Regions from separate parts of the Rattus norvegicus genome. Here region 1 is linked to region 2. A link is a contact called in public Hi-C data. All regions are on one chromosome and are shown on one strand. Each heading gives the region's core, a stretch centred on a gene start, on an enhancer-like site or on the middle of the called end of the contact. The rest is flanking DNA. Distances are from core to core; before and after follow the strand shown. Region 1 has its middle 100 kb from the start of Capn13. Region 2 has its middle 65 kb from the start of Ehd3.

Region 1 (5,189 bases), core at 1,316-3,815, 570 kb before region 2:
TACAGGGGACTCTCTGCCTTGAGAAGTGGGAGTTTTTATTTTATTTGTTCCATAAAGGAAGTAACAGTCTGTGACTAAGGTGACAGTGGAGGAGATAAGGGACCAGCATCAGATCCCAGAGCCGAGGTAGACTGCCAGAATTGGAAGACACGGCCTGAGCATTAATCTGTGGGAGAGAGTCGAGCTCCCTGCCACATGGGGCTTGAACCAATTGAATTTTATTCTTCAGGGTCAGTTGGAGTTCCATTAATCTGTGGGTTACAAAATAAACTCTAACTGCTCAGTTTGCTAAGACATCTGACTAGTTCCTTGTCTCTCCTTGTCTTACAATCTTAGTCCAACTGCAGAAACTGATTGGGAGGTCCAGGCTCAGTATCTACCTCACTAGCCCTGTCCCCTCACATCTCCCAAGACATTGAGCTCCAAGCCCAATGGTGCCTGAACTTTGAATATCTCTTCTATTCAAGGGCCATGTTGTAGCTGCTGGTTCTGTCCAACAGAACCTCTTATAGCCAAATCAATAATGGGCATAGACTATCCAGAAACTGCCTAGCAATTGCTCATACCAGTGTGTCTTCCAGCTTCTGGGAAGCTCAGTCCTCCAGAATTCTACACTCCCAGAAGTGGAGAGGGAAGAGGATGGTGGCAGTCTGTGGGACAGTGAAAGGCACACCTGGTTCCTGGTTGAGGAGTCTTGAACACTGGAGACCCTGAAGAGATGGTAGACAGCCCTCCATAGATTTGTGGCCATCAGTCATGTAAGGGTAATGTCCTAAACCGCTTCACAGGTCATGTAGGCTCAAGACAGTTCTCCATTATAATGAGGTACCCAAGGGCTTGGAGGCTTAGCCAATGAAACTTTCCTGCCCAGACACTTCTCCCTGCATAAGGTATTTACTCTCTGGCCCATCCTGAGAAGTGGGGTACAGTTTTACTCATCCACTTTCCGCCATGACAATACATGCCTTAAAACCATGGATTGTCTCTTTTCATTGGGATCCACGATGGGGAGCTACAGAGAAGACCTTTGCCTACAGAACCGCTGTCTAATCTTCCGAAGAAGGCCAGTGGGTGGCAGGCCCCAGGCTAGATCCAGCCATGAGGGCCCCCACTCCATTCTTAGCTCTTCTGAGGCATCCCAGTGGGGCCTGGATGCCCAAGAGCTTGAGAACCAGACGCAGCTGGCCTCCTTGCAGGATGGGGAGTGGTGTCAAATTCCCTTGTCCTGCCTCCTAGAGCCCTGTGGTGGAGGGGATGTGGAACCCCAGTCTAAGCCTACAGCAGTTCTCAAGGGATGGAAACAGCAGTTATGGCTGCTCTGGGTTATACACAGAGTTTTTAGTAATCTGTTGCTGTGAAGAGACACCATGACCATGGCAACTCTTATAAAGGAAACACTGCATTGGAACTTGCTTACAGTTTCAGAGGGCTTGTCCCATTTTCATCATGACAAGGAGCACAGTGGCACACGGGAAGACATGGTGCTAGAGAAGTGCCTGATAGTTCTAAAGCCAGATCCCGAGGTAGCAAGAAGAGACACTGGTCCCGGCTTGAAACCTCAAAGTCCACTTTCAGTGACACACTTCCTCCAATAAGGCCACACCCACTCCAACAAGGCCACACCTCCTAATCCTTTCAAATAGTGCCACTCCCTGGTGACCAAGCATCCAAACCTAAGAGCCTGCAAGGGGGTCATTCTTATTCAAACCAGCACACCCAGCTAACTCTAGTTGTTTTCTATGACCTAGCATTGCTTTAAGCTCAGAGAAGACCTTGTTCTTCAAAGTTTTCCTTTCCTTATTTCAGAGAGGAAGAACTGAGATCCTTAACATCACACATGAGCATTCCCCTGAGAGCCATCAGAGCACAAAGGGGAAGAGAGCGGGGCTTCCTTAGCTGGCAGTGTGCCTGATTCAGGAATACCACACACAGGTCTGAGCCTTTGTCCTACCCTGCTTTCAAGGGTGCTTCAGCCTGACCAGCTGCCCTAGAAGCTCCAGCAGGGGCACATGTTTGTACATGTGGCTGGCTCAGGGATTTCCCCCAGGAATGCTTAGGATGAAGGGATTAGAGACTGAGTTGCAAATGCAGTGGGTAAAGGGCTCAGTAAAAGAGAGTTGGAGGGAATTTCTTACAATCCGTTTTGGCTTTTGGCAAAGAACACTTTGAGAATGGAAGACATTCTTTTGGGCGATTCAGGGGTTCATCTCTCCTAGTGTCCACACCAAGCATCACACAAGGTCAGTGCTTTGGATGATGGGACATTTCCAGGAGCCTGGTCTCTTGGCTGCTCCATTCTGTCCTTCTGTCTTATTCTCCTCATTGGTGAAGGACGATACTGCACTCACAGAGAAGACCAGTATGGTAGGGAAAATAGCCTAGCCAGCAGATTTGAAGATTGGACTTGCTTGGTTCCTGGTCCTCCCGGTCGGCGGCTGCTTCTATCAGAGACCCTTTTCATTCCTCATAAAGCCAAAGCCCTTGAGCTTCTGTTTGTGAGAAGTGCTCCCTATACCCGAGTGCAGTAAGAACCCAGCAAACAGCCTGTGGTTACTGTTACTCTGGCTCTGTCACAGAGTAACATCTGCATCCTGGGAAAGGAACAGCTTGCAAAGAAACGCTCTGGTTCCGTGGCCCGTGCTGCCATCTGGAGGTCGTGGTGAAGAAGATAAAAAGAACCGGAGATGAAGAAAATGAAAGGATATTGATCACACTACTAGACGTAGCATAATTGTCTTGGCACAGAACCGGCACTTGTGGTGATTCACCCCACCTAATGATTAGATTCAGAACCTCGCTAAATAAAGGGACATCGCCTCTGTCACTTGGTCTTTACGACCCAGCCAGATGGAGATTTATCCCCTCCTCTCCCTAGATGAAACACAACAAAATCCAGGAATGTTAAATACCACCCTAGGACCACATGGCCAGTAAAAGAGTTACAGTTGGAAACTAAGTCCATGCTTAGCTGTAGTGATAACTTTGGTTTCTTTTAAATGGCAGTTATGAGAATATGATTTTGTTTTAATCTCAGGTGTGGGATGTGGGGACGTCTCAGTTTGTCCACAGCAGATAACTACCATTGTCTCATGCTCTGGGGCAGAGGATGGGATAGTTGTAGTTAGTTTGATTATGGGGATTCTGGAGAGGGTATAGACGGGAGAGCGCTGAGGGACCCTGAGGCAGCTGCTGCTCACCCTGCTGCTGCACCTCCCTCACCCCCACCCCCGACCCCCACCTCCAGTCTCTGCTGCTGGCTCCTGCTGTTGCATATGCTGGGTTGCTGGATACCAGGTATTATGGTGATGAAGATTGGATTTCCCCCTAGAAACCTGATGCCCATAATAAGCAGGAAGTAGTGTAAAGAGGTCCATGCCCCCTTCCCCCTCTAACCTTCTTTCTCTCCTTCCTAGTGTTGGGGGCTTGGAAGGGATTAGGGTAGAACAAGGGTTGGAAGGGAGGCAGAGAGAGGTATAAGAACCCAATAATGTAGTTAAACAAGCGTGCCAACACTTGTCCCTCTATATTATGCCTTCTCTAGAGAATCTCTGGATCCCTCTACCACAGTGGTTCTCAACCCTACCCCTTCAAATGACCCTTTCGCGGGGGTCACCTAAGACCAGGGAAAATACAAATACTTATATCATGCTTCATAGTAGCAAAATTACAATTATGAGGTGGCATCAAAAGTAATTTTATGGCTGGGGGTTACCACAACATAACTATTAAAGGGTCACAGCGCTAGCAAGGGCAAGAACGGCTGCTCTACAGGCTCTGGGCTAAGGGAAGCATCTGGCAGGAAAGACAGGTGTGGCCAAAAAGGAAGACGCGAGCAAAACAAAGATCTGTAGTCCAGGAAGCATCACGCCTGTTCTGGCTTCGAGTTGCCCTCACAGCAAAGACAGGAGACAGATCGGCGGTGGACAGATACCACCGCTCTGCAGTCCCCAATGCAGTCCAAACGTGGGCCGAAGACTCACATTTACAGCCCCACAACATGACTGGTTCAAGAGTCAAGAGAGGGAAAAGCACAGCAGCTCTGGGGCAGGGGAAGATGGAGATGTCTATGTTTGCAGTTTTGCACAGTGTGCCTTTCCTTTTTCTTCCAGTGCACCGACATGTCATTAAAAACAAACAAACAAACAAACAAACAAACAAAAAACCATGTGTATGCTGTCACAAGAGAAATGATCCTTAGATGCTGCTTAGCTCATAATTGGGCCCTGGAAATGTGTTGACAGAAGGAAGGAATCCCTTGCAGGGAAACTGAGGCAACAGAGAGGAAAGACATTATTACAAAGCCATACATTTAAACATGAAGTCAGCACTGAAATTTAAGTCTCCAGACAGCAGCCCTCTCTCTCGGTGCTTTGCTGAGTGGTACCCAGAAGGAACTGTAACGGGGATGAAGGAGCGAAGGGCAGGCCCCTGTCTCAGGTGGTCCCCAGGTCTGCTCCTTGATGCTTACACCTGTTCCCACCCCAGAGGCGTCCTGTGGGAGGTGAGAAGTGACAGAGCTGGACGTCTCCCCTTGCTGTGGAGGCTCCTAAGAGAGCGATAACCCAGCTTTCAGCTACCGTGGATCCCACAGTGTCACGAAGACCAGACGAGGCCTTTTGACAACATCGTCTTAGTAATTCTCACATTAACCCTAGGATGTACTATATCCCTAGCCATATACTTTAAAAGACTGCCTTCTCCCTAAGAGACTTTAAGGTCATAGCAAAATTAAGCAGAAAGTGTAGACTTCCTTCTGTTTTTAAGCCCCCATGGCCCCTCTCAACATCAGCAGCATCTTCCTCCAGAATGGCCCCTTGATTCAACAGATTCACCAACATTGGCACCTTATCATCCCTGAAAGTCCACAGAATCTGTTGCAGGTCACCCTGGGCATTAAAGTCATGAGTCAAGAGACCCCATCTGCATCTTTTAGTGTCTATTTGTGGAGGAGAGCAGCTGGGACCGGAAGTTAAGATGAAGGTCACACAGCAGGACGTGGCAGGGAATCCCAGACTGGACCTTTACCATCTTATACCCAGTCTTGTGGCTTCCTGATGAGGGTCCATCAGGACAGGCAGAGGCCACCTGCTGGATGGAGCTTCCACCTGGGGGAGCCACAGTTTTGTGGGGTTCACAGGTGCACCTTCATTGGCATTCTTTTGTAGTAAGTGGTTTCCTGTTAACCCACA
Region 2 (5,278 bases), core at 546-3,045:
TTGGAATAGCCAGGGCCTGCATACCTGGCCCCATTCTCTTTAGGCAGTTTGGACCTGTGAACCCCCTGCATCAGTATTCCCACCAATGTTCCCTAAAATGCAGGCTCTCTGGCCCCTGTAGACTCATTGAATCGGAATCTCTGTAAACGGACCCTGGAGCAGGGTTTTCAACCATAAGTTCCAATGACTCGAGTGCTCCCATCAAAGCTTCCGAAATTATATGTAGCCCCACGGAACACTGTGTAGAATCCTTTAATAAACCACTGATCCTTTCCTAATTTTCATTAAAAGACCATTTGCAAAATACCTCTCTAGTGGCTTTTCAAGTTTATTTGATTATTGGGGACCCACGAGCTCACGTGCAAGTAATATAGCATCATCTCAAACATCCTCCGAAGGTTTGAGCCTAAAGCTGGGGCATTATGGGAAGGTGGTGGAATCTTTTAAGGGGCGGGGCTTAGTTGGAGAAAGTTGATCTTTATCCTGGAAAGGGAAGTTGAGATCCTAGTGAGGAGACTTCCTCTACCTCGTCCCCCCAAAACATACACAGATACCTTGGAGCCACTGGCCCAGGGCTGCTATGTACTGAAATTAAGAGCCAAAGTTAACCCTTCACCTTTTAAGTTAAGAATCTCAGCTGTTTCATCCCAACGATGGACACTGACAACATCCCACATAAGGAATTTAGCCAGGTTTGCAGTGAACTTAAGGCTGCTGCCAGAAGAGAAGGCAGCCATGCAGTGAACATTCTGTGAACATCCATGGAGGCCAGCGTCTACGAGATTCACCGCAAGTCCCCATTTATATTATCTTGGACCCTCATTCCTTCACACTGCTGCTTTCTCAGATGGGTTCTGATAATCTATGCCCAGTCCTTCACTATGGAGTCACAGTGCAGTGATAAAACATTAACATCAACACCAACACAGTAAGTAGATGAAGAAGGGCAGCTTACTTCTAGTCTTAATTAGGTCTGTATCGCTGTGATGAAACATCGTGACCAAAAGCAAGTTGGAGGAAGAAAGGAGTACACTTCCATACCACAGTCCATCACTGAAGGAAGTCAGGACAGGAACTCAAGCAGGGCAGGAACATAGAGGCAGGAGCTGATGCAGAAGCCATGAAGGAGTGCTGTTACTGGAAGGCAGGAGCTTATGCAGAGGCCCTTGGGGCTGGGGGTGGGGTGCTGCTTACTAGCTTGCTCCTTATGGCTTGCTCAGCCTGTTTTCTTATAGAACCCAGGACCATCAGTCCAAGGATAGCACAATCATCATGGACTGGGCCCTTCCCACATCGATTGCTAATTAAGAAAATGCCTACAGTAGGCTTGCCTACAGCCTGACCTCATGGAGGCATTTTCTCAATTGTGGTTTCCTCTTTTCCAGTGACAAGCTTCTATCAAGTTGACATAAAACGATCCAGCACACTGCTCAGATACAAATGATATCAAAGCTAGAGGAAATGAGTGTGTACACGATTGTTCCAAATTAGGCTTAATATTCAGAGCTCATTAAAGGAAGCAGCCCATTTTCCACAGGGAGATGGAGGAAGTAGATAAAGACGTTTAAGTGACCCTGAGTCAGGTTCTGAGTATAGTTATTGTCACCCCTTTCTTTTATTGCCCTGGGGAGAAGAAAAACAAAAGCACCTCCGCCAGTACTTTAGGCCAAACCTCTTCCTTCTGGATAGCCAACTCCTCTGCCCTGTCCTGTCTCTCAGAGTCAGGCACCACACTGGACAGACGCGGCCCACTGAAGTGGTTGAGGTTTCCCTGGTCCTCAGAAACAAGCAGTTAGAGCCATCCCAGCCCCTATCTCCTTTCCCTTCTGGCCAGGGGGTGGTTGACTCATTGCCTGCCCACTGGGGAAACCACCGAGCACAGTGGCAGCCAGCCAGTGGCTACGAAACTCCTGGGAAATTCCTTCAGGTCCTGAATAGCAGCCATGTGTGGATTCCCCATCTCTTCTCAGGTACCACAGTGGGCTTTAAGACGTGGGATCCTAACCCAGACGTGGCTCAGGCCTGCACGGTGGGGATTCACTCAGAGAGGATGCTGAGAAGAGGAACAGTGTGGCGTCCATCCATCCCCATCACCACACACTTGAGCCTGCTTCCAGAAAGACTCATCGAGTGACCCCAATCCACGTAGGTGCTGGGCCTCCGATAGCCCACCCTGGGCCTTTGGTTTTCCTCTGCTTCACGCCATCCGTGTTAACACACACAAACACATCAAGATCTTGATGGTTTGCAAGACCTTGACTTGCAAGCCTACAGAAAATGTCTGCATTTTTAAGCATGAAAGGTTATTCGCATGTAGCGACATGTGTGGCTGCCTCTTGACTTCTGGTAGATGCAGAACCTGTAGACCAGCCAACGTTCAGAACGTTTCCATCGCTCCCTGTGTCCTTCCTACTAACTCCCCATCATCAGAGGAGAGCCCTGAGGAAGAGACTCAGTTCTAAGGTATTCTAGTTTGTTCGTGAAGCTGGATGGAGGGAAGAGAGGCCAGAGCTGGGATAAAGTGGAAGCAGGAAAGATACTGTGTCCACCTCCTTTACAACACGGAAGCAAAACGAAACAAAAACAAAACAAAAAAACAAAACAAAAAAAAAAAAACAAAAAAAATCTTTATTTTTTGTTCTGTTGAGTCCAAAGACGAAAACCATATCCTTGCATATCCTAAACAAGGGCTTCACCACTGAGCCACACGCCAGCCCTGAGACACGCCTATTGCCACATCCTTTTGTCCCAAAGGAAACAGATTCCTAGAGATGTCTCCCTAGTCACGCCTTTCACCGGCTCAGCAGGCTGTCAATCTCACACCTTGGGCCATCCCCAACCTGAGCCCACTGTGCCCGACATCTGGTACAATGATGCCGCTTCCTCCGAGGAGCCCTCCCCTAATCCCACAGCCTCAGCACCTCTTCCTTTTCTTTGTATGCCAAGGGCCCCGCCCAAAGCCTTCAGGAGCCACTGAGCTAAGAACAGAACGTGGTGGTTCTACCAAAGCCCTCTTCCCTGTGAGGCAATACACTTCCCAGCTATGACTGCATCCAGATGCTTCTCCCACATTCCTGCTGAGGGTCTGATAACCTCCTGCCTCACAGGTCTGCAAAAAACACCTTTGTTATGTTCACCTCAGCCGTGCTGATGATATTAAAACATCTTGGGAACAAGCCAAATGTCAACACTGGAAGAGTTCATTAAACAAACTATGGTTCAATCTATAGGATGGAAAACTATACACCCATTAAAAATAACATCAAGGAAGCGTATAAGTAGGTATGGAAGCTGGGGAGATATACTGCCACGTGTTAAAGGCATCTTACAAAACATCCACATGTTAACAGGTTTCCTCATTGAAGGTCCACACTGCCAGACATCATCTCATTCATCCGATAGGCTATTTCTCTGTGGGAGCCTCGAGCACTGTTACATGAAAGTTATCTACTGACACTGCCCAGCTTGACGCTTGTAACAGTGTGAGGGAAGAGCACACACAGGGGGTATGAAGTATTATGACAGCAATTCCGGTGCAGAACTGACCCCAGCGTCCATGTTGGTTGCACATGTCTCCTTCAGAAGGTCTTGCTCTGTTCAAGGGCTTGCTTGCATGCACAGCTCATTGTTTGGAGGGACTGACCGGTCTGTATCTAGAGGACAAGTGGTTGGTTGTTTTCTTTGCTTCTCAGGGGTGACTTCATGCTGCATGGTTTTATTTCTTGTCCCCCCAGCTCTTTCTCAAAGAGCCATTCCTCATGACTCAGCAGATATAATCCCCCATACATAGCTGGCAGGTCAAAAGCACCTCAGAGATATTCGGGCCCGAGTCCTCTGGCTCTGGGGAAGTAGATTACACAGTGTCACCAAAGTGACTTTGCAAATATTATTAAGGTGACAGACCTTGCGGCTCTTGGGCTACACAGATGGGTCCCTGAGATCCAATCACATGAACACACGAAGGCACAGAACTCTGTCCATCTGGGGACAGGAAAGACTCAGCAGAAGTGGTCAGGGAAGCATGAGAGAGGCTGCCTCCCATTGCTAGACGGGCACAGGGAAAGCATGAGGATGGTAGGGAGCCCTTGATGACTGGCAGGCAGGAAGTCGGGCCCTGGGGCCTAAAACCACAAAGATGCAACCAACAGCCTGAATGGACTCAGGAGCAGATTCAGTCTCCACAAAGGAGCCCATCCCGCAGCACCTTGATTTCCACCATCTGTAGTTCTAAGAGGAGGACTCAGTAGAGCCCCAAGTAGGTGTTGTGTCCATCTGTAAAATTTGCAGTAATTCGTTATGCCAATCATTAAGGAAAGGGTCAATGCGCTGTGATGGTTTAGGTCCGTCTCCCCGGAAGGCCTGTGAAAGCTTGGTCGCAGGGCAATGCTATTAAAAGTTCTGTGGATCCCTCAAAGATGTGTCCCGGAGGCTGAAGAGGTGGGCCATCAGTCAAGGGCCCTTGACGCACAATCGTGAGGATCCAAGTTTGGGTCCCAACAGCCATGTAGCAATCTGGGCGGGCTTTGCAGATCTGCAACCTCAGCTCCAAGGAGTATGTTCGCTGGAACTTTCCGGCTTCCAGCCGAATTGTAGAAACACAAGCTCCAGGTTCTGAGGGAGATGCTGTCCCAACAGAAACATGGAGAGTGATAGGGGTATGTCCAATGTCCTTTTTAAAGAAGTAGGTCGCAGTAGGTGGTCCTGAGTCATTGCAACTCTGCCGGCCGGCTTCCCTACCTACCCTCAGGTAGCAGCTTGAAAGTTGGTATTTGTTCCACCACAGGCTTCAGCCACATGCCTGCCAGAGGCCCAAAGCAATAATACTGCCTGTTAGCATCCTGTCTAGGCTCCGCCCCACAGTTAGCAGGCAACAGGCTCACTATAAAAGGGGCTCTTGGCCCCTCCCCCCTCTCCTTCTTGTTCTTCTTCTGTCCTCTCCTTCCTGCTCCTCCTCTCCCCATTCCCCTCCCCCCTCTCTCCATGTGCTCATAGCCAGCCTCTACTTTCTCTCTCTCTCTCTCTCTCTCTCTCTCTCTCTCTCTCTCTCTCTCTCACACACACACACACACACACACACACACACACACACACACACACACGCACATCCTTTTAAAAAACACAATACTGCCCCAATCTTGGACTTGAACCTCCCTAACTTAATTAGATAAACTGCCTGCCGTAGTAGAAATGTGGCTCACATCTGGACAGACCACACCAGGCCAACACAATTCCATGTGAGAAAGGTTTATTGTGGGGAAAGGAGACAAAGGGGAAAAAA

The links. Hi-C and Micro-C count contacts between places; a contact is called where the count stands out from the background.
Region 1: a contact with region 2 is called in a Hi-C map of the A7r5 cell line, with 6 times the contacts expected there. The contact joins two enhancer-like sites. A contact is called at or near these places in 12 of 12 Hi-C or Micro-C datasets (the A7r5 cell line, the Rat2 cell line, Schwann cells and 7 more) and 1 of 1 datasets of contacts at active chromatin or transcription factors (oligodendrocytes).

Annotation. Positions count from the first base shown.
Region 1 is chr6:27,925,422-27,930,610 of GRCr8, reverse strand. No RefSeq gene overlaps it. Among named protein-coding and RNA genes, the nearest start is that of Capn13, 100 kb to the right of the region's middle. Within about 2 kb of position 2,565, at least 7 of the 93 cell types and tissues checked have an H3K27ac peak or open chromatin away from gene starts, as enhancers often do. A contact at or near this core is called in the A7r5 cell line, where this site is marked.
Region 2 is chr6:27,349,913-27,355,190 of GRCr8, reverse strand. No RefSeq gene overlaps it. Among named protein-coding and RNA genes, the nearest start is that of Ehd3, 65 kb to the left of the region's middle. Within about 2 kb of position 1,795, at least 7 of the 93 cell types and tissues checked have an H3K27ac peak or open chromatin away from gene starts, as enhancers often do. A contact at or near this core is called in the A7r5 cell line, where this site is marked.